Linked DNA regions of Arachis hypogaea: region 1 is linked to region 2. A link is a contact called in public Hi-C data. All regions are on one chromosome and are shown on one strand. The core of a region is the stretch at or near the end of the contact, and the rest is flanking DNA. Distances in the headings are between cores, read along the strand shown.

Region 1 (4,941 bases), core at 1,504-4,003, 100 kb after region 2:
AGTTTTCAACTTAAGTTTGACGTAACAGATGATAATCGAGTACAAATATATGTGAGAGTTATGAGCCAATTTTTTTATTTATATCTTTTTTTTATGTTTTTTATTGAATTTTCAGTTTAATTAAGTTTTCACAAATTGATTGTTATTTTAAATTTTATTCTTAATTTTTTTATTTCCAACATTTTAGCATTGTTCATTTTTTTTCTTTTAATTTCATGTTTAAGTTAGTTTAATCTAAGTTTTTTTATTTATGTTAAACATCTGTTTGTATCAATCTATTTTTATTAATACAAGAACTTTAGTATTTTTTTCACTTTTTGCAAAATTATTTGGACATTGAAATAGATAAGTTTTGGGTTGAGTTAATTTTTTTATGAAGATTTGTGTCTATTTTTTAAATTGAGATAATTAATATTTGTGTAGAGGTCGAACAAAACTCAAGTGAAACACATATATAACTAAGATATAGTCTTAACAATAATGAATCTTTCCTAAACAAAAGCAGTGTAACGACAACTCACTATTTCCACACATGAAACAAAATATATATGAATTCAAGGAGGTCATGATGTATTTCTTTTGGTGTCTTAGGAGGCCATGATGTATGTTATTGTGGGAAACGCGTTTATATTATTCGTTTAATATGTATAATGTAGAGGCCACCAAATATATATATATATATATATATATATATATATATATATATATATATATATATATATATATATATATAATCTAGAATAGTTAGTTTTAGATTATGATTGACAAAGAAATGTTTATATTTTTAAGTCCGAGTCATCTTTCCAACAACCAATTTGAAATTTGAAATAAACAAAAAGAAAGCACAGTTCATAGGAATGACCTAACTTGTTGGTTTCCCTTGCTATATTCATAATTTCATATTATATGATATATTTTTTGTCTTCTTCACAAGAGCCTAATTGTCATAGTAGTAGTCCAAGTCTAATAGATATATATATTAAAATATTCGTATGTGGAGGGATCCAAAAATTTCAAATCAAAGAACACGATTTTTCATTATTGTACTACTAGTATTCCAATAATAATAATGTTCTTCGCCAATAAAACACGTAACTTTCAATTACGATTTAACAGGGAAATGCCAATCATATACACCATTTTGTGCCATTGTACGCATCAATAAAAACCAAATTCTTATCTCAAATATATTGTAAATTCAAAACATGCACATAATGAAGTTCATTTAGAGAAGCTTCTGCGTGCTACTTCTCTTTGCGTGACGTGTTGGTTTATTATTCTCCTTCATTGAAGTATGTTGTCTGCCACTAAATATATTATCAATCCTTAATTAGACTAAATTAAATTAGCATGTTCATATTGCCTTAATTAATTAACAAGTGACATGGAAAATATTGGTTCATTAGGAATGAAACGACGTGGATGCATGGCACTCTGTAATATGTATGACAAAAGAAAAGTTATATATCCTATAAATTTATTGTACCTCTATTATATATATTATACATATACTATACTATAATATTTTACATTATAATTTCTATAAATTTTAAAATAAATTTTATTTGACCCAAACTTTATGAATAAAAACAATACTTCATATTTATCTTTATTTTAAAGTTACTTTTCAATAAGATTATTTTCTCTACTAGTCCAAACTTTCAAGTTTCAATAAAGTATGTTTAGAAAACTTGGTACAATGAAAAGGATAACAAGTTGTTAGTATGACATAAAGAAAGAACAATTAACTTAGATGAACCAAGGAGGCATAGACAAAAAATAAAGGTGCTGCCATATTTGGCTCTTTGCCCTTGAAATTAACATGATATAGATTTAACAAAAACTGGAAGCAAGCAACTTAATTGGTGTTAGATGAGATACACTAATTTCAAGGATATAGCTAGACTCTGGTTAAGAATACAGAAATGGAAATACCTTTTTTTTATTTTTTTTTTTTTTGTCTTGACACACTCAGGAGTATTTAAATCAAATCTGATCCAATTCAAATAAAAAATTATTTAAAATTGTGCTAATTTAAATTTAATTAAATTTTATTTTTTGTAAATAGCATAGATCAAATCGAATTTAAATTCTACTTCTCAAAAATCAAAATCGATCCAATCCAAACCGAACAATCTGTTATAATATTATTATATTATTATTATATTTATAATTTTATTTATAATATTTTAATTTGTTATAATTTTTATATTATTCATATATTATTATTATTTAATAAATATTTTATGTTTAAAATAAAATTTATTTATTTATTTTAACTAATCTATAATTTTATTTCTATTATTATATTATTGTTAATTTTTAAGATATTGTTAAAAATTTATTATATTATTGTGGGTCATTTAAAATTTGATATTAAAATTTGTTATGTATATTTAATTTTAAAAAATTAGATCAAATTCTTAAAATTAGATTGAATTTTTTTAAAAAAAATTATTCAATCTAAATCGTATCACAAATAAAATTAATGTTCAGATAGAATAAATTTTCGTCTCAAAATTAATTTAAACCGCAGTGCCAACACCCCAAAACACACTCACACACACGCACTACATCATTGAGGCATATAAAGCCTCAAAGCCATGATTTGTATTTCAGTGACATTTTTTTTTTGTCCTAGTGACATTGTTTTTCTTTGTATTTCTGGTCATGTTTTTCAACACACCTTTGGGTCCATACTCAAATACTCAAGTTATAAAATATAGGCCCATGACTCAAATACTCGAGTTCTCTGTAAGGAAAAAAGCCACTGAACATATATACGTGTCCAAGAAAAAAAACCTGGAAAATATATAGAGGAATATTCGTTTAGACCAAAAAAGAATGAAAGAAGAATATTGGTTGCAATGGCAATTGGCAAGCAAGGCATTAGCTGAGTCAAGGAGAAATAATTTGTCACAGATTAAAATTCTATTTAAGAGTTTTTTATTATTATAATTTAATGTTATAATTCTCAATAGAAATATCATTAGCAAAGAATATTATTTTCATATAAAATGACTATTATATTGAAAATATATATTTTTGAACAGTTTATCATAATTATTATTACCATTAAAAAAATTATTATATATGAAATAGTTGTTTTCATTATTTTATTTTAAACAACTACATGCAGCAAGAAAATTTTTTATAATTATAACTCAAAAGATTGATATGTCGAACCAATTTTTTCTATGCCACATGTTTGGAAAAATTTAGAAGGAAAGGAAGATTGATGGCAGATAAAAGGTATTCCTTTCTAATATATATATAATCACTTAGGCCATAATTGTAATGGTAGAAGAATTAGATGCAATTTCTTTCAAAAGTTAACTCATGACCTAATCACCATAGTTAGTTAATACTTAATTAATGAATTAATTAGACAAACAACCAAAATGCGATTAGGAGAGGGTATGAAATTCAAAGCCTCCATGTGCTTGTAACTCGTAAGGTTCTCGATCGACTTGATCAGAAACTTTTGGCAATAATATAATCTAACTCTAATATTTTATTGTATATATAGAATCGGCGCTGTATAATAATGCATATAATAATGCTGACATGGCATGGAATGTGCTTGAAGGGTGTATTGACATATGGCTGATGACAAATTATTCTTACTAAATTATGTATTAAGCAGGATCTGAACTCAATGGGATCAGCTTAATAAGAGAACTTTAGCATTTTTACGGAAAACTATATATAATTTATCCTATTATAATTATTAAGTCTTAAGAGTTTTAGATTGTTTTTTATAACATTTTAATAAAAATAAAATGAGAGTCATATAAAAACGTCTAAAATATTTTATTTTTAAAATATTTTTTAGTAAATAAAATTTAATATATATAATCAATTAAACTGTATTATTTTTATTAAAATTAAACCAGACAATTAATTTGACCTAAAAAATAGTGAATTAAATTTTTAATTAGTCTAAATTAATATTATTTTATATAAAGAATTATTATAATACTCTTATTATAAAAAATGACTAAAATACTTTTATTATATATATATATATATATATTAATTTTGAAAATCCTAAATTCTATCCCTTTATTTCTCTGCCGTCATAGAGTTAGAATTTAGAATTCTTAAAATTAATATATATATATATATATATATATATATATATATATATATATATATATAATATGAGTATTTTAGTTATATTTTATAATAGGGATATTGTAGTTATTTGTTGGGTATTTTTGGACTCCCTTCTTATGTGGAGAAAAAGTCCAAATGTTAGTATCCAAACTCATAAATAGTTGAAATAGCTGAGGTGAGTTAGGGTTGAATGAGAGAGATCTCATTTGTAAGAAGAACACCAAACACTAGAGAGAAGAGAAGAGAGAAAGTCATTTTCGCACATATACAAAGCTATCTTTGTAAATTAGTCGCTGCAGATTCGTTAACCATTGGATCAAGCTCAAATTTGGACAGTATGTTCTACACACTTAGTTCTTTGTTTTCACCGTTCGAATCTTCGATTCGATGTCTGTAGCTGGAGATATTTGCCATGCACAGCTGTTCTGTTTTTGTGGTATTTTCATCTTCTTGTTCTTGTTTTGTAAGTTTTGAAGTTTGGGTTGTTTGGCTTGTTATATGCACGTTTTGTGCAGTAATTTGTGACTCTTTTGTACCCTATTTTTCATCATAGTGAAACTATTTTCTGGTCTTGGTGACCCGTGGTTTTTACTTCTCTCATTGAGGAGGTTTTTCACATTAAAATCTTGGTGTGTTAGCTTGTCTCTAATTTATGGTTTATGTGATTTTTCTGCTGTTATTGGGTATTATTGTGCTGGTGTTAATACTTGTTGCGAGTGAATATTGTTGCTCCTCTAATTCTTGTAAGTAGAAAATTGTGTGTTTTATTCCTGTCATTATTTTTTATAAAAAATATTAATTTAGACCGATTCAAAATTTAAT
Region 2 (4,861 bases), core at 1,437-3,936:
ATATATATATATATATATATATATATATATATATATATATATATATATATATCGGTTCTGCTACGTTACCAACAGCATATCTGCCAATTTCTACCAACTCTTATTTATAATTATGTGTTCGTAGATGTGTCTAATAAAAATGTCTATTTTATAATTGTGTTTAATAGAAGTGTCTTTATAAATATATTTTCTGGATGTGTCTCTTTATATATGTATTTAAAATATATTAATTATTAGACACATCTACGAACACACTTCCATAAAACACAAATATAAATAAGAGTTGGCAGAAGTTGGCGGATAGTATGTTGGTACCCTATACTTTTCCTATATATATATATAATGGTCTTCATTGAATAAAGATTAATAGATCTCATTTATTAAATTATATATATAGATGGTGCATATAGAGATATGACCATTGAACTGACTCACTTTGAGAATTTTTAATGGTTATAATTACCGTATATTTGTCAATAGGATATTCTCAAGATGAACATAGTAACAGAGTTTCATTTGACCTGCGACTGTCATAGTAATTAACAATGTATTTATTATACTTTGATTTCGGACACCTAATACTTTAGGGTGCTAGTTGAATGGATATTGTGTATAATTTAAATACTTATAGAATTAATGATTAGTCAATAAGGAATCCGTAACTCTCGGTAAAGAGTTTGAACTCTGTGATTATAATGACCGAGATGAATAAAACATTGGTCAAGGGGATTGAATGAATGAAGAAATGAGTTTTTTATGTCATTCACAGTTCATTATAATAACGGTAACAAGTTAGAGTTTGACAATTAAACCATGCTCTAAGGGTTAGAAAGGAATTATACTTTGTTCTTCTAAGGTTCTTAGTAAAAATATATTACTTCATACTATCGGGTTGTTGAGAAGTGTTGCTAGACGCCAATCTTGATTAGTAAATTTAGTATCACTAATTTACTACCCACTTAGTATTGAACCTATGGGTCACACACTAACGAATGTTCTAATCTTTGCTGTAGAATTATTTAATTATTGTTTTGATTTAATCAAATAAATAATTATATTAATTCAATGGAATATTATTATATTCTTTGCTAGCACAAAGAATGTAATAATATAATAATTGAGAATATTAAATGAGATTTGAGAATAATTAGTTATTCTATTTTTAAATTTGGATGAGATCCTAACTGATTCTGTTTCAAATTGAGTTATGATATGATTCATAAATTTGAAGGATTCAGATTTGAAATTTCAAGATGTGATTTAAATTTGAATTGAGATTCAAATTTAAAATCAGTAATAAATCTCATACTATATATATGTATGCTAAGAGTAGAGGAAAAGATGAAAAAGAGAAAAAAAATACATGAAGTTTTATTCCTTCACCTCTACACATATAAATATATGTGAGCCTAATTCTCGAAGAAGAATTTTATGACGTGCAAAGAGTTGCAAGAAGTTTTTCAATTTAGATAAGATATCCATTGATCAAGGAGTTGACAGCAAATGTTGATTTTAGTGTGGATATACATAGCACCTTCATACCATCAAAGGAAAAAAAATTTTTACTAACGTAGTATTTAAATTTGATTTACTGTATATTATTTATTTCTAAAATAAAATTTAAGTACAAAATAGATTTTTAGGATCATCTTTTTTTTTTTTTTTCTGCATGATAAGAACACTTGTAATCCTTCATATTTATGGGACATGATGCTCTCAGCTAGAAGCAGAGTGTATCAGTGTTCCTCACCTGCAATAAACCTCCATTTCTTTAACCGCTAAGCTCATACTTAGAGAGTTTACGATTTAGAAGGTTATTGCATTAAAGTACTATTTATGTGACTTTACTTTATGGTAATATGAATTCACCATTAAAGTAGTGAATCACATACCAATTTATATACGTATCGGAAGGTCATATATATATTTCATATGAGAAAAGTTTAAGGGTAAGCAAAATTTATTGTTTTTAGTTAATATTTTTAATCATTAATTTAATTTAATAATTTTTAGTCTAGTAATTTAATAAAATATTTTTAATTTATATTTTTAAACATTGTTAATTAATTACTGATCAAAAAAATAATAAATTCAACTAATCTTATAATATTTTTCGTTGTGATATATGAGTATAAATAACTATTATCCTCAATTTTGGGGACATCTTTATAAGTTCAGTTGACAATACCGAAAAAATATTATTAAGAGTTGTCAGAGTTATGTAAAGATTAATTAATGTTTCACCAACAACCTTTAATATTTTGGAATTATGTAGAAATTAAGGTTTATTTAAATTATTGTTGTTTACATTTTTTTAATGTCTTTGGAATTAAAATTCATAAAAGAAATAATTCTAACTAATTTGAGTTAGTAAAATAGTTAGTTCACTTTTCTATCTAAAAAAATGTTAGAAAAAGTTCGAATAAAATAACTCTTGTCTAGTAAATTTTTAAATAAATTTTTAAATAAAACTCTGATTTATATCAGAATAGTTTTTAATCTACCTGATTAAAAATGCCGTTGGATAAAAAAAATGAAATAATTCTATTTTCAAATAGTAGATTTAAAAAAAAAATATTTAGAACTAACAAAAAGAACTGGTAAAAGACAGTAATTTGGATTTTTTTGCTTGATCAAAATTGTTGGTTGTTATTTGAATTGTTAGTTGTCAAACTAACTATACTAGGAGGAGGAAAAAAAGTTAGTTTAGTAGGTTAGTGTAGGTGGTGATTGGGCAAATCTGTGACAGCTTAACGCTACAACCAGCCGCTGCCTGATCTCCACCAGCCAGGCAGCCACATCTCCTTCTCCGTCTTGCTCCGCCGCAGGTAAATGCTTCCTTTCCCTTTTCGCCACTCTTAAGTCTCATATGCATCTCTTCACTCTATTCCTCATTTCTTTCTAAATATATTTACATGTTTATTCTGTAGTTCACTTTGATCCATTTCCTTTTCTATTTACTCTTTTTATTCAAAATTATTTTCAATTTGATTTGCTTTCCAGTGAAACGAACATTTTGCGGCTGAAACAGTCAAAGTTCAGGCCTTGAAAGTTGAAAGAATGCAATTGTTATTATGAATGCCTTTTAGCTGTGAACGTTCGCTGTAGCCATAATCAGACTAAAAACCCTAATAAGTGTATAATTTCAGATGTATTTTGTATGAAGTGCCAGGTTTCTAGGCTTCAATTGCTTGATAAATGGTTTTGATGTTGCATAATCATGTTGATTGTTGATAAATCAAGATATGGAGATTTATAAATGTTTGGAATTGTATTAGTAATTTTCTTTGCGATTATCCATTATGTTGATAATTGTGGTACACCACTCAAATAAGAAGTCTCATAGTTTTTATTGTTGTGTTTTAAGAGTGTGGAGCATATGATATAGAGAAGAAGGGGCAGCTGAAGTTGTATTCTCTTGGAGATGGGAGAAATTTGGTGGTCGCTTTTGGGCGCTGCAATCCCTGTGCTTGTTGCCGGACAAGCTTTTCGGCTCAAGGCAAGGCACGCAGAAGAGCAGAAGTTGAAGAGTGCAAGGGGAAGAGAAAGGAGTTCGGATGAGATCTTTGTCTGTGAAAGGGTCTGCACTTCAAAGAGGATGTTGAAGAAGGTTGGTTCGTTCTCAAAGGATCCCATTCCTGACACCTGTGTCACCGTGTGCGGTGTGTCTGATCTTGATGCATGTGCTGATGCGTGCGTGCGCACTGTTTGTGTTAACCAGCATCAAGTGCCTAACTGGAACGACATATGCCTTAGAAGATGCCAAAGTGAATGCCTGAAACTCTCTTCTCAATCTTCTTAGGGGTTAGTTGCATTTTGGGCAATCAAATGTTTATGTGTGCATGCTGAATTGTGTTTAGATGGTTAATATTTTGTTTGATCATCATCCTTTCCGGAAACTGTATGGAAATGCAAGTCAGGGTATAGTTAACTAGATTCTACTAGTTCATATAGCATTAACTTGCTGGAGATCTAAATGCTAGTTTCTTTCGCTGCTCAATTGGTGCACAACATCATAGAAAGGGTAAATTATGAAACCAATACAGAACAAGTTAGTTAAAGCTGAAAATTTCAGACAATCTGTCTTGGTTAAAACTGGCCATAGATCACGCACGTTTCCAAAAATGGTCATGTTTATATTGTTCAGGACTAGCATACACAGTTTGTAATAGAACATATAGTTATTAGTAGGGTTCATAATATCTTGTCTGAATTCCATATGAATTTACAGGTTAATGCAGTTTAGTGTTTGTAAGGGCTGCTTTCTCAGTTGAATTGATCTTTTAATGTTCTCTGTTTGTTCATATGAAACTTCTTGCAGTATGTTTCCATTTCTAGGGATTGCCTTTGGAAGCCCCCACATATTTTTTTCCCATCACTTGTCTTGTTTACTTTTGTCCAATTTTACTTTTGCCTTGGATTCTCCAATTTGTGGGAGTTCCATAGTTTTAATTAATTGATTAACTTAAGAGTATCATTCATATTGTAAAAGTAGATTGCAAACCTATAGTAGTAATGGTGGGTGCAATGAAAATCTTTATACTTTCTCCCTTGCCTCTTTTATTCCCCTTCAAAAAAAATGCACAAGATCTGAAGGAACATGATGCAAACTAATAATAACAATAGTCCTTAAAATGGTGCAACTTATAGAAGCTTCCAATGGTGAAGAAATAATGCAGCTACAAATAGATCAACACATTAGGCAACATAGTACATTGGATTTGGAAGTTTAAATGTTCTTATGCTGCTTGGAGGCCCTTGAATGCTGCTGTATTGATCACCCAAAATTCCCCAAATGCGGTAGCCATTACTAACCAGTTGTTTTCTCACATCAGATTTGTATTTTTGTACTGATACTAAC

The links. Hi-C and Micro-C count contacts between places; a contact is called where the count stands out from the background.
Region 1: a contact with region 2 is called in a Hi-C map of an unstated tissue, with 4 times the contacts expected there. The contact joins the enhancer-like site here to the promoter of LOC112711339 in region 2. A contact is called at or near these places in 2 of 8 Hi-C or Micro-C datasets (leaf and an unstated tissue).

What each region holds. Positions count from the first base shown.
Region 1 is chr9:101,587,883-101,592,823 of arahy.Tifrunner.gnm2.J5K5, forward strand. No RefSeq gene overlaps it. Among protein-coding and RNA genes, the nearest start is that of LOC112711342, 3.6 kb to the right of the region's middle. Within about 2 kb of position 2,754, at least 3 of the 3 cell types and tissues checked have open chromatin away from gene starts, as enhancers often do.
Region 2 is chr9:101,483,248-101,488,108 of arahy.Tifrunner.gnm2.J5K5, forward strand. LOC112711339 reads left to right here and starts at 2,687. Exons shown (of 2, transcript XM_025763969.2): 1 at 2,687-2,828; 2 at 3,368-4,304. The coding sequence starts at 3,425. The coding sequence ends at 3,802. It overlaps LOC112711338 (acid phosphatase 1), which reads right to left. Exons shown (of 3, transcript XM_025763968.3): 3 at 4,524-4,861. The coding sequence ends at 4,699.